3 separate regions of the Zea mays genome follow, and regions 2 and 3 are each linked to region 1. The links are chromatin contacts, called in public ChIA-PET and Hi-C maps. All regions are on one chromosome and are shown on one strand. Each heading gives the region's core, a stretch centred on a gene start, on an enhancer-like site or on the middle of the called end of the contact. The rest is flanking DNA. Distances are from core to core; before and after follow the strand shown.

Region 1 (3,608 bases), core at 373-2,872:
ACTTCAGGAGAAAGGGGATATAAACATCTTGCAAACAAAGTCTTGTGATAATCTTGTAGATCTATTCACAAAATCCCTACCATACTCTACATTTCAGAAATGTGTTGAGGGGATTGGTATGAGAAGACTTAAGAGCTTGCAAGGTTCAGGGGGAGTAATTCCCCATGATATATAAACTGTATTGAACCATCATATTACACTCTTTTCTTTGTATGAGTTTTGCCTTGCTAAGGTTTTCTCATTCAAAGTTTTTAACGAGGTAATATCAACAAAGCTATATGCTTCATCATTAATTTTCCCTACAGGGGTTTTTATACATGATGATTACAAGCATATTTTTCCTTTTGGAGACAATGTGAGATTATTCTCATTATCCAAAAGATATTGTGTACTCCTTATTTTTCGCACAGGGTTTTTGAGGAGATCAAATATTGGATGACAACTTGCAGATGATCAAATGTATTTGGGTTGATGAAGGGGGAGTGTTACAAAAAGTTTCATATGTGATCAATCCCAACTGGTGGCAGTTATTGCCTAAGGGTCGCACCACTTGGGGACCCTGTGTACTACACTATATATACATTTGTCTCTGCAATAAAGAATTAATCCGTGTCATTTGTCTCTGTTGTCTCTCCATTTGCCACTGAGCACTGCAATAGACTACAACAGAAACCTTCCAAACCCAAACAAGAAACGCTAGCGATAAGGTTGGGCTATCAGATTCAGATACGCATGCGGCGGGCCGATCCCGCGCGCGCGAGATCGAGGACCACCTCCCCTCCGCTTGCGCTTGGGTTGGGCGACCGAGATGAGTGCGAGCCGCGTCACGTCCGACTAGCGCGCCTCGACAGCGTTACGCGTGGGCCTCTTTGCTAGTACTCGAAGAATTTTGCCTCCCCCCCCCCCCCCCCCCCCAGATTCCCATGGGAAAAAAGACCTCCATATAGTGCCATGCAAGGAGCCATCCGGTGTGTACCACCGACTTATTACACTTGCCACCGTGCGCGACGAGGACAACCAGAGAAAACAACTGGCAGGACGTTGCTCGTGCTGCTAAAAACCAATGGGATCCATGTCACGCCCCGCCCCGGCCTCGAGACGTTCCGGAACGCCCAACCAGCCACGGCCGGCCGCCCGTGAGACCAGGGGACAAGGAGACGGAAGAGAATCATCACGGAAAGAAAGAAGGCCAGGCAGGATCTCACCTGGGCACGCAAGCTGTGAAAGGCGCCGATACGATTGAAGACGCATGTTACTTGCACGGAACGTAAGCTAAAGCAAAGAAATACGGGGTGGGTGACTGGGTGGCAGCACGCGCACGGGGTAGGCAGGCTGCGAAACAGGGGAAGGCGCGCGCGAGAAGCGGTAAATCGAGGCCGCGCCGCACCGATCGCGGGATCCGTGATTCAGAGCGTGGCACAGTGCTGTGAGATGAGAGACGTCCGGCCGCGAGCATCTCGCGCTGGACGCGACGCGACGCGACGTGAGGAATCGGCAACGTAGCGCGCCCGCCGCACACCCGCACCCGCCCGACGCGCCGCGTGGGTGTGTGGTGTCTGTCTGTCTCTCTCTCTCCCATCTCCTGCGGTCCAGCTCGCAGATTCCATTCGCCCCGCTCTCTCGCTCGCTCGCCGCCGCCCGTCTATCTATCTATCTATATATGCCAGGGCGGGCGCAGATCCCCTCTGGCTCTCAGTCACCCACCCCCACCCCACCCCACCGGCACCCTCACCCTCAGGCCTCCGCCTCTTTCTCAGCTTCTCTCCGGTTCCTTCCTTCCGGTCGCCGATTCTTCTACGCGAAAGATTCCTGGCTGCCTCTCGTCTCTCGTCTCGTTTCTCGCGTGCATGGGGCTGGACGTCGGGGAGATCGGGATGGGCCTGGATCTGGGGCTGGACCTCAGGCTGTTCGCCGCGCGGAGCGCCGGAGGGATGGCCAAGGGCGCTGCGCCGGCGGGGATCCAGTCCTGCATCAGGAGCCTCGAGGTGGAGCGCAGGAAGATCGAGGTGTTCAGGCGCGAGCTCCCGCTCTGCCTTCGCCTCCTCGCCGACGGTGAGGACTAGAGGCCTCTCGTTCTCGGTTCTCTCCTATAGTATACGCGTCGCCGTCTGTCTTGCTCCGTTTCCTCTCTGCCCCGCTTCGCTGACGCGCTGGTTTGTGCCTGTGCGGCCATGGATTGCCCTGCAGTGATCGACGAGTTGAAGGAGGAGGCTGCCAAGAGAGGAGAGTACGACGACGGGGCGGCGACGGTGGACGACGGCGACAAACGGAAATGGATGAGCACAGCTCAGTTGTGGGTGGACAGCGACGCCAAATCGGACGAGGTAGTACAACACAGGCAGGCTACTCTGCTTCGCTATGCTTGCTGTTTCTCATCATAATATTGCTCTCCATCCACGTATTTCAAGTTTTACTATGTGCCGTGCCGTGAGATTTTTTTAAAAAAATTCAGAGTGATTGAATACCACCGGTTTATTTCCGTACAGTCTGACAAAGAGCAACAGAGTGAAATCACGTCGCCGCCGGAGCCCAAGTTGTTGGGTGGTGGCGCACCCACGCCGATAAGGGCGGCCGTTTCGGCGGTGGCGGTGCCACAACCCCTACCGCCGCCGTTGTTCAGAAGAGAAGACAGCTCCGCCAGCTCTGGCCTGTCGTTGGTATCGTTGTCGCCGGCAACCAAGGCGGCGGTGCCGATTTCTCCTCCGGTGGTGGCTGCCAGCGGTACCGGTACCGCCAGCGCCAGATTTTGTGGCACCACCATGCCACCATGTGGCTCCGAGGTCAACAACATGCACTCGCAGGCTCAGCAGCAACAGCAAGCAAGCAGGAAGGCAAGGCGGTGCTGGTCACCGGAGCTTCACCGGCGGTTCGTTGCCGCTTTGCACGAACTGGGTGGCCCTCAAGGTCAGAGTGTGAGACCGATCGCCTAGCTTTACCGCCATTAATTTGTCCAAATAAAAAAAAGTTCCCCACTCGACTGCAAGAGAAAGTAAGTATTAACGGGTCTCTCATGGAATTTGCAGTGGCTACTCCGAAACAGATCAGGGAGGTGATGCAAGTGGACGGGCTTACAAACGATGAAGTGAAAAGCCATCTCCAGGTGCGCGCGCGCTTTAATTTTGTCTAGGGCTCTATTTCTTCGTCCCTGTATATCTTAGTAGAACTAGTGCCTGTTCCTTTTCCATCATCCTTCGGGGTGATATGGTATCTTGTTTGGAAACTTATTGGATCGTTCGTGTTCAGAAGTACCGGTTGCACAACAGAAGATCCTCCCCCGGCGCGGCGGCGGCTCCGGTGAGCCAGTCGATCATGCTGGTGGATGGCGTCTGGGCTGCTCAGGAGCAAAGCAGCGGCTCGCAGTCCGGGTCTCGGCAGGGCCCGCTCCAGTTCTCCAGGGCAGGTATGGCCGTCGGTGGCGGCGACGACAGCAGCAGCAGCGACGACGACGAAGACGACGACAAGTCGGAGGATGGCTACAGCCTGAAATGCGTGTGAGGCTGAGGCAGGCTGCGTTTGCGGAAGATCGGATGAGAGTGTAGAGAGATAGCGTTGTCGCGGCTTGAGCATGCATCGGTGGATTCTTGAGTCTGTCCGAGAGAGTGGTTGTA
Region 2 (3,574 bases), core at 940-3,439, 150 kb before region 1:
ACCATACATTAGTATCTCGGATAGAGATTGCAGTGGATGAGAAGTCTACATTACTCAGTCCTTGAGTACTTTGTGCAGGACTTGAAAACCCACTGCTTGGAGCACTTTTAGCAGGAATGTTCAATCTGAAGTTCAAAGTTTCAGCACAGTTCTTACCCTTGAACTTCTCTTTAAATCCCTTTCTCTGCTGATAACAGGTAGTCGCATTTAACCGAAAGTTGTTGTGCTCATGAGCCTTTGGTAGTGTTTGGGCCACCACTCTGGTATAATAGGCATATCACAAATGATTCATTTGTGAATTGAAGTGAACATCAGGATCACCAATCTGAATTGAAGTGCTTCAAGGGAACACAAAACTTATTTCGAAAATGAAAATAGTCTAAGCAATGAGTAATACGGAGCTTATATATTAAAAAAAACATTAAGCGATAGATATATTCACTGTTTCTTGTACAATTTTTAACAGCAATATTGAACTAAATTATTTCACCAGTAGCTTAAACTTATTTGGTGTTTTTTGGTTCATCTTAGAAGCTTCATAGCAGTTCAATCCAACCAAGTGAAATTACAGTACAGCACTAAAACAAACTAGATCACTTATTTATTAAAACACCACGCCCTAGCCCCTAGCTGACTTATTTTCATCATGTCAATATTTAATCAATTCACAAAACGGTTGTTTGGATCCACTCATTTTGGAGGAATTGGAATCTAATTAATAGACTAGGCTATTTGGCTTGGAATTTGACATTCCACCACTTTCCAAAGTTCAGATATAAATCTATCTCAAATTCAAAGGGTGGGGGATGGAAATTGATTTTATATATCACCAAGCTATGTTTCTACCCTTCAACTTATAACACACTCTTCAACTCGCTCCCCTATAGACTATAGTACGAATGTTGCACATAAATATCTCTCATATGGCCAACAATGGTATACAAATATATTCTGCTTAAAATCATATTAGCTTAATTGATCTATGCCTAAATTACGATTATTACAATGGAGTTCAATTCGAAGGATCTAAACAGGAAGAGTTAAGAATTCATGATTTGCATCTTTTAGGAATATTATATGTGCAAATCAATAATGAAAGCATCGCGTGCAAAAATCATGATAACTCAATATACACAACAAATATAATTTTACGATGCATCATCCTAATATGACCTGATGGCTGATGTCATGGTCTCCCAATAAACCCTTAGCTAGTAACACCCTACAACTAACTCAAGTTGCTAAATCACAATTCAACTCGTGTATATGTATATCCAATCCCTGAACCATGGTATCCATATCTTCAAAATCACCATACTCTGCAGCCAAGGATACATCGCTGAACCATAGGCACCATAAAAACTGTTGCCATTCTCTGCAAGATACTCTACCCGCCTAACTGCCTAAGTGTTTAACACCTCAATGGTGACACAATACAAGTAAATGGTGTTATCCTTTTTGAAATGTAAATATTGGTAGTAAATAGAAATCATAGCCCGACTCTGGAATCCTCAAGCTGTGAGGGTGATATCCTTGCAGACAATATAATCTACTTGAATAATAAATGGCAATAAAACATAACGTTTACAAGTATAGTACGAATTAATCACCTCCGTGCGAGTAACGCCGTCATCCTTTCGCTCCCAGTCTCTAAAACCCCGGGAGCGTCCGCTGCAGGCCCGTTCCACTCCCCGTCGAGCATCCTTGGCGCCGGTGACCGAAGCAACCTCCCAGGACCCCGGCACGTCGATTCCCCCTCGACTGGAAGGGGCAGCGGATGCGGCAGCAGCACGGGGGTCGACGAGGGTCTCGCCGGCGCCACCTCCATGTTACTCGGAGACTTCGAGATCGGCGTGGAGCTCACGGTCGCAAGCCCAAACCCCGCCGCCGCGTCCCTCCTCACCGGAGAGTCCACGCCGAGCGCGGATACCCCGACCTCGAGGTCATCGACGACGTAGCGCATCCACCGGGCTCTGATCAGCCGCGGCTGCGGTTCGCTGCTGCCCCCGCTGCCATCACGGCGGGAGCTAGGGCCGCTGCCCCAACCGAATATGGGACGGAGGGTGGAAGCGCGGGCGGGGGAAGCGGGCATGGATGATGAGGAGAGGGAGGGGGAGGAGTAGCGCTTCCACCAGCACATCGGGAAGTCGCTAATGGGTAGAAGAGGGAAACGTTAGTGATCATGAGGTGGCGGAGATGGTGTCGCGGAGGGAGGGAAGACCCCCCGCCGTTTTGTCTTTTTCTCACTGGTGTCTCGGGCGGGAGTCGGGGTTGGTTAGTTCTTAGTTGTTTTTTTTGGGAGACCAGCTCCGTCTTGGAGGCTATCGGCGGGATTAGACTGTCTCCAGCAACGTATTACATATACATCATCTATATCTATCCTTTACAGTCTTCTTTAAAAATTTTATCTCCTATATCTACTTTCTCTCCAACAACGTCCTCTAAATCACGTCCTCCATATGTAAATACCTATATTAAAGACATTTTTAATTTTTTAATTTTTGTACATACGTATTTGTCATACTCTCAAATGTATTATACATATTTTAGTTTTATTAAACCGGTTGTTTAAAGTATTCAAATAGATAGAGAACCGTTTAGAGAAACTCTACATATAGAGGATCCAACAGTGTTCTCTAAATTTAGAGGACCGTTTAGAGAACGTTGCTGGAGGGAGTAGAGGACGTTCTCATCCTCTAAATTTAGGGTACAGGACCCTTTAGAGCTTTTGTTGGAGCTAGTCTTACAGTGGATACGAGTATGGATAAATAACTACGGATAATTATTTATTGAATATAGTTATGGTAAAATTTGGTATCCGTGTGTACAATTATGAATAATAAGATAACTGTGGATATTTTTTTTTGCGAGTACGGATATCCAGTATTCATACCCATTACCTAATGGATATTTGACATGTGGGTCATCCAGATTTAATATATTAACCTAATTTCTAATTTTCAATTTTTATCTGTGGCATGTTGATTGATGCTAAAATTATTATTTGATGATGATGTAATGATAATTGTTTTTGAAATGTGATAAAATTGTTGTTCGATGTTGAATGCTAAAATTGTAATGGGCGGGCGGGCAACAGATATCTACTGGATAACGGATACCCGACGAGTACGGGTATGAGTAGAGATCCATACCCACGAATGTTTATAGGTATAAATATGAATTGAGTTTTGTCTAGCGGGTATAGGTTCGTGAACTATATATCCACATACTATCTGCCTATCTACCCGATTGCCATCCCTATTCGTTGGCCACGCGATTTTGGCGAAAGGAGTCCAGCGAGTCAATGCCGCTGGGATGCACAGTGCACACACATCACGTAGTATGCATATGCACTGTACTTGGCTTCCTTCCCGTTTCGTTTTTCTCTATGCAACTTTTCCCTTCGTCCTTTTTTTTGGAACACCGCTTTCCCGATTCCAATTTTTCAAAGAAAAATTAGTTCATTTTACCTTGGGAAAATTGAATCCCTTGGAAAAACGATGTTCCTAAACTATCCCTTAAAAAAACTTTTGTTACTTTCTCAAATACAATACATGTCGTTGATAAAAGGCTC
Region 3 (3,684 bases), core at 112-2,611, 210 kb after region 1:
AATGATGATAGACCTATGTGGTGTTGGAAGCAACGCATGCTACACCATTTTAAGGATTAGAAGAAGCTGGCAGGTCCCATGGAGACTAGAAGCTATTATCCTTCTAATCTGGTGCATTTGGAAAAGTAGAAATAATTGGGTGTTTAATGAGATCCCGCCCATGGTGGATGAATGTCGGGAAATGTTCAAAACAGAATTGCGTCTACTGTGTCACTGAGTCAAACTAGAGATAGGGGATAAAATTAGGACCTAGATTCAGTGCTATGTATTGTAATTTTTAGTTTACTTCCCTGTAATTGTTTTTCTATTTTTTATTTTGACTAAGCAATAAAAATACTGTAGGCCCTCCCTACAGTAATTTAAGCTTAAGAAAATCTTGTCTTTTTCATGGTCCTGCCACTTAGGGCCTGTTTGGGAATGCATTTTTGAAATACTGTAGTTTTGAGATACCATAGTTTACAATTGTACATGTCAAAAATACTACGGTATTGCTTTACCATAGTAAAACTACAGTATTGCTCAAAACCGAGATCTGTTTGGTTATATTGGAAAAACAAAGTATATGTAGAGAGAAAAGAAGAAAACCGAGGTCATGAGTGGAGTTTCGAAAACTCCAAAAATACCACAGTTTTGGGTAAACCATGGTATTTAAAACTGAGTTTTGACTATACAAACCAAACACCTTTTGAGCTCAAATACTATAGTATCATCAAATACCATAGTATTGTTTCAAAACTGCAAAAATACTACGATTCCAAACAGAGCCTTAGGGCCTGTTTGGGAATGTAGTTTTGAAATACTGTAGTTTTGAGATACCATAGTTTACAATTGTACATGACAAAAATACTACGGTATTGCTTTACCACAGTAAAACTACAGTATTGTTCAAAACCGAGATCTGTTTGGTTCTATTGGAAAAACAAAGTATATGTAGAGAGAAGAGAAGAAAACCGAGGTCATGAGTGGAGTTTCAAAAACTCCAAAAATACCACAGTTTTGCGTAAACCATGATATTTAAAACTGAGTTTTGACTATACAAACCAAACACCTTTTGAGCTCCAATACTATAGTATCATCAAATACCATAGTATTGTTTCAAAACTGCAAAAATACTACGATTCCAAACAGGACCTTAGTGTGTACGTTGGAGCTTTTGCGTCGAGGAATTTCGGTGCCAATCTCTCGTGCGTTGAGAGTCAGTGCACGCACCGAGGAGACATGGTCCCAATCAGCAATGTACAGCTATATAACACGTTCCCAATTGTCGCTGCTTCTGCAAAAGGCCAGCGGCGGCTCGGCCCAACTGCGCGAAAGGCCGTTTTGGGCTTGTTTGTCTTCCAAACAAGCCTGCCAGACGACCCGAGCATTTTATCAATCTCGCTCACCGGGCTCACACGTCAGCCTGTGCTTACGGCGTATACCACGAGCGCACCAACCACCACCACCATCCTCATCCTTCGCGAGGAGATCCCTTCGTCGGGGAAGAGAACCCGCCAGGAGACCTACCCTTCCTCAATCCTCCGACCCTCCATGGCCTCCTCCTCCCTGGCCCTCCCTCCAATCTCTCTCCTCCTCGCGCTGCTGCTCCTCTCCGCCCCCTCGCCGTCCGCCTGCGCCTCGCTTTCCTTCCTCACCGCCTCCTCCAACGGCTCCGCCTCCACCTCCGCCGACCCGGAGCTGGAGGACCTGGCCCCGGAGCCCACCTTCCTCGAGGAGGTCATCGACGCCGTCTCGGAGAAGTACGACTGGGATCCGGACGCCGAGGTCAGGGTCTGGCCGCTCGACGCCGGCGCCGTCCGCGTCGGCTCCGTGCAGCGGTACGAGTTCCGGGCGCGGGCGGGCGGGTCGGCGGCGCTGGCGCGGTTCTCCGACGAGGCCGTGGAGTGGAGACTCCCCTCCGCGCCGGCCGTCGAGGAGGTGGATGGGCCGGACGGGGTCGACGTCGTCCCCGCCGAAGGCGCGTTCGGGTTCGACACCGGCGTCAGGGACGTGGAGCTGGTTGGGCCGGTGGAGCTCAAGCTTGCTGGCAACCAGGACGGTAGCCTCGTCGAGCTCCAGTTACCTTCGGTGAGTGGATTGACTTTGACCTGTCGCTGTTCCCGATTTTGCATCCGATCCCGATCGGTTGCTTGCATGTTAGTTTTCGAGTAAAGGTTGGTGTAAAAGCTGTGTTAGCTCAAAGCTTTGATGGTTATGGTTCAACAGCTGAGTTGATTTAGCAGCAGCTATTACTGTTGAAGTATATCTGAACCTGTATATCCCCCACCCCAGTATTTAGTGTTGCTGATGACTTTATATTGTTTGTTTGTAGTAGTTGAATGTTAAATCAGTACGGACCCTTGTTTAGTTTGTTTTGTGTGTTCAACTTGTAGTGACACTTGGATAGCTTTGCCCAATTTTTTTATGCCATTGCGCATTGGTATGGTATTGTGTAGAATCAGAATTCAGCTTGATTCAAGGTGCTATTCTAACTTGTCTAAATTGGGGATATTAAGTAACGGACCATTGATGGTGAAGGTTAAGCATAGTGTAATAGATTGTGTTCATTTAAGTTTCAGTAGGTAATCATTGGTGCATGCTATATGGAAATTTGTCATTAATGAATACAGATAGATGGCAGTATTTGTAGATATTCAAATTAGGATGCTTCTGCCTTTTTTGTCCTCATTTTACTGATGCAAGTTTAGATAGATGGTGGTTTTCTTAGATAGAAGTGGATGTAACTTTCTGATTGTTTAAATTGGAACAAATGTAGCTCAATAAAAAAAACAAGATGGAACGACTGGTGACACATAAAATAAATGCTGTTTTTCTGGCTTGTCATGTACTGTGAGTATTGCTGGCTTTGCTGACTATAATGGAGAAGAGCATGAATAGGATAACAGGACATGGAGATCTGCTTTGGTTATGGAGTGAAGCCTATGGTTCTTTTTGGAGGGGTTTAAGTATTGCTGCAATGATCTTGCTATTATGTTTAGTCCCTTCCATTACCTGTTAAGAACTTCACGGTATTATTAATGCATAAAGCCATACAGGGGCAGAGGACCCACTGGCGGGGTATGACGCCCGCCATACATTGATTCCTCCTAAATAACCCTAGCGAATCACTTGACACTATCTCTTTTCTGCCATCCGGTGTCTTAGTTTACCATAGCTTTCTAGCGAAGCAACGAGAAAGAGAACAAACAGTTTTGGGCTATTATTTGGGCTTAAATGTACTAAAGTGCTAATGAACTTCTCTTAAGGCCAGCCCCCATACGGTGAGTGGCCACGACGCCGACACATTAAGTGATATAAAGTGGCCCATTCGGCCACCGGCCACCACCCAAGTCTAGCACGACTACACGAGAGCTGGCTGTTGAGTTCATATGATGTGCATAGGTCAGAAATTTAGCTAATTAGCACATGATGCGCAGCTTGTTTACTTGTTTATTATTTTAGTTGTTTTTAATTCATTGTTGTTAAGTAAATGGTTTGTTGATTTACAATGCTTTTGTGAAAGAGGTCAGGTAAAGAATAATACACTTGTGAGATCAACTCATGGCATCTTGTATTTGCATGCGTATTCAAACTTCTGTTTTGAGTCTTACACCATTGTGTATACTATCATATTCACCATACCTAAAATTTATTTCGTCCTCTGCCACTGGATATGAAGCCGGTGAGAGTGGGTGTTCTCAATAT

Evidence for each region. Hi-C and Micro-C count contacts between places; a contact is called where the count stands out from the background. ChIA-PET counts read pairs in DNA pulled down with a chosen protein or histone mark.
Region 2: a Hi-C map of leaf shows a contact between it and region 1, with 7 times the contacts expected there. The contact joins the promoter of LOC103625860 here to the promoter of LOC100280246 in region 1. A contact is called at or near these places in 2 of 25 Hi-C or Micro-C datasets (ear and leaf).
Region 3: an H3K4me3 ChIA-PET map of seedling shows a contact between it and region 1, with 6 times the contacts expected there. The contact joins the promoter of LOC100276491 here to the promoter of LOC100280246 in region 1. A contact is called at or near these places in 14 of 25 Hi-C or Micro-C datasets (bundle sheath, ear, endosperm and 5 more) and 2 of 3 datasets of contacts at active chromatin or transcription factors (leaf and seedling).

Annotation. Positions count from the first base shown.
Region 1 is chr5:6,586,439-6,590,046 of Zm-B73-REFERENCE-NAM-5.0, reverse strand. LOC100280246 reads left to right here and starts at 1,622. Exons shown (of 5, transcript NM_001407760.1): 1 at 1,622-2,052; 2 at 2,188-2,324; 3 at 2,487-2,904; 4 at 3,024-3,100; 5 at 3,247-3,608. The coding sequence starts at 1,848. The coding sequence ends at 3,495.
Region 2 is chr5:6,732,480-6,736,053 of Zm-B73-REFERENCE-NAM-5.0, reverse strand. LOC103625860 (mitogen-activated protein kinase kinase kinase 5) reads right to left here and starts at 2,189. Exons shown (of 11, transcript XM_008646257.3): 1 at 1,611-2,189; 2 at 1-260. The coding sequence starts at 2,140.
Region 3 is chr5:6,373,851-6,377,534 of Zm-B73-REFERENCE-NAM-5.0, reverse strand. It overlaps LOC100276491, which reads left to right and starts at 1,361. Exons shown (of 2, transcript NM_001150265.2): 1 at 1,361-2,067. The coding sequence starts at 1,531.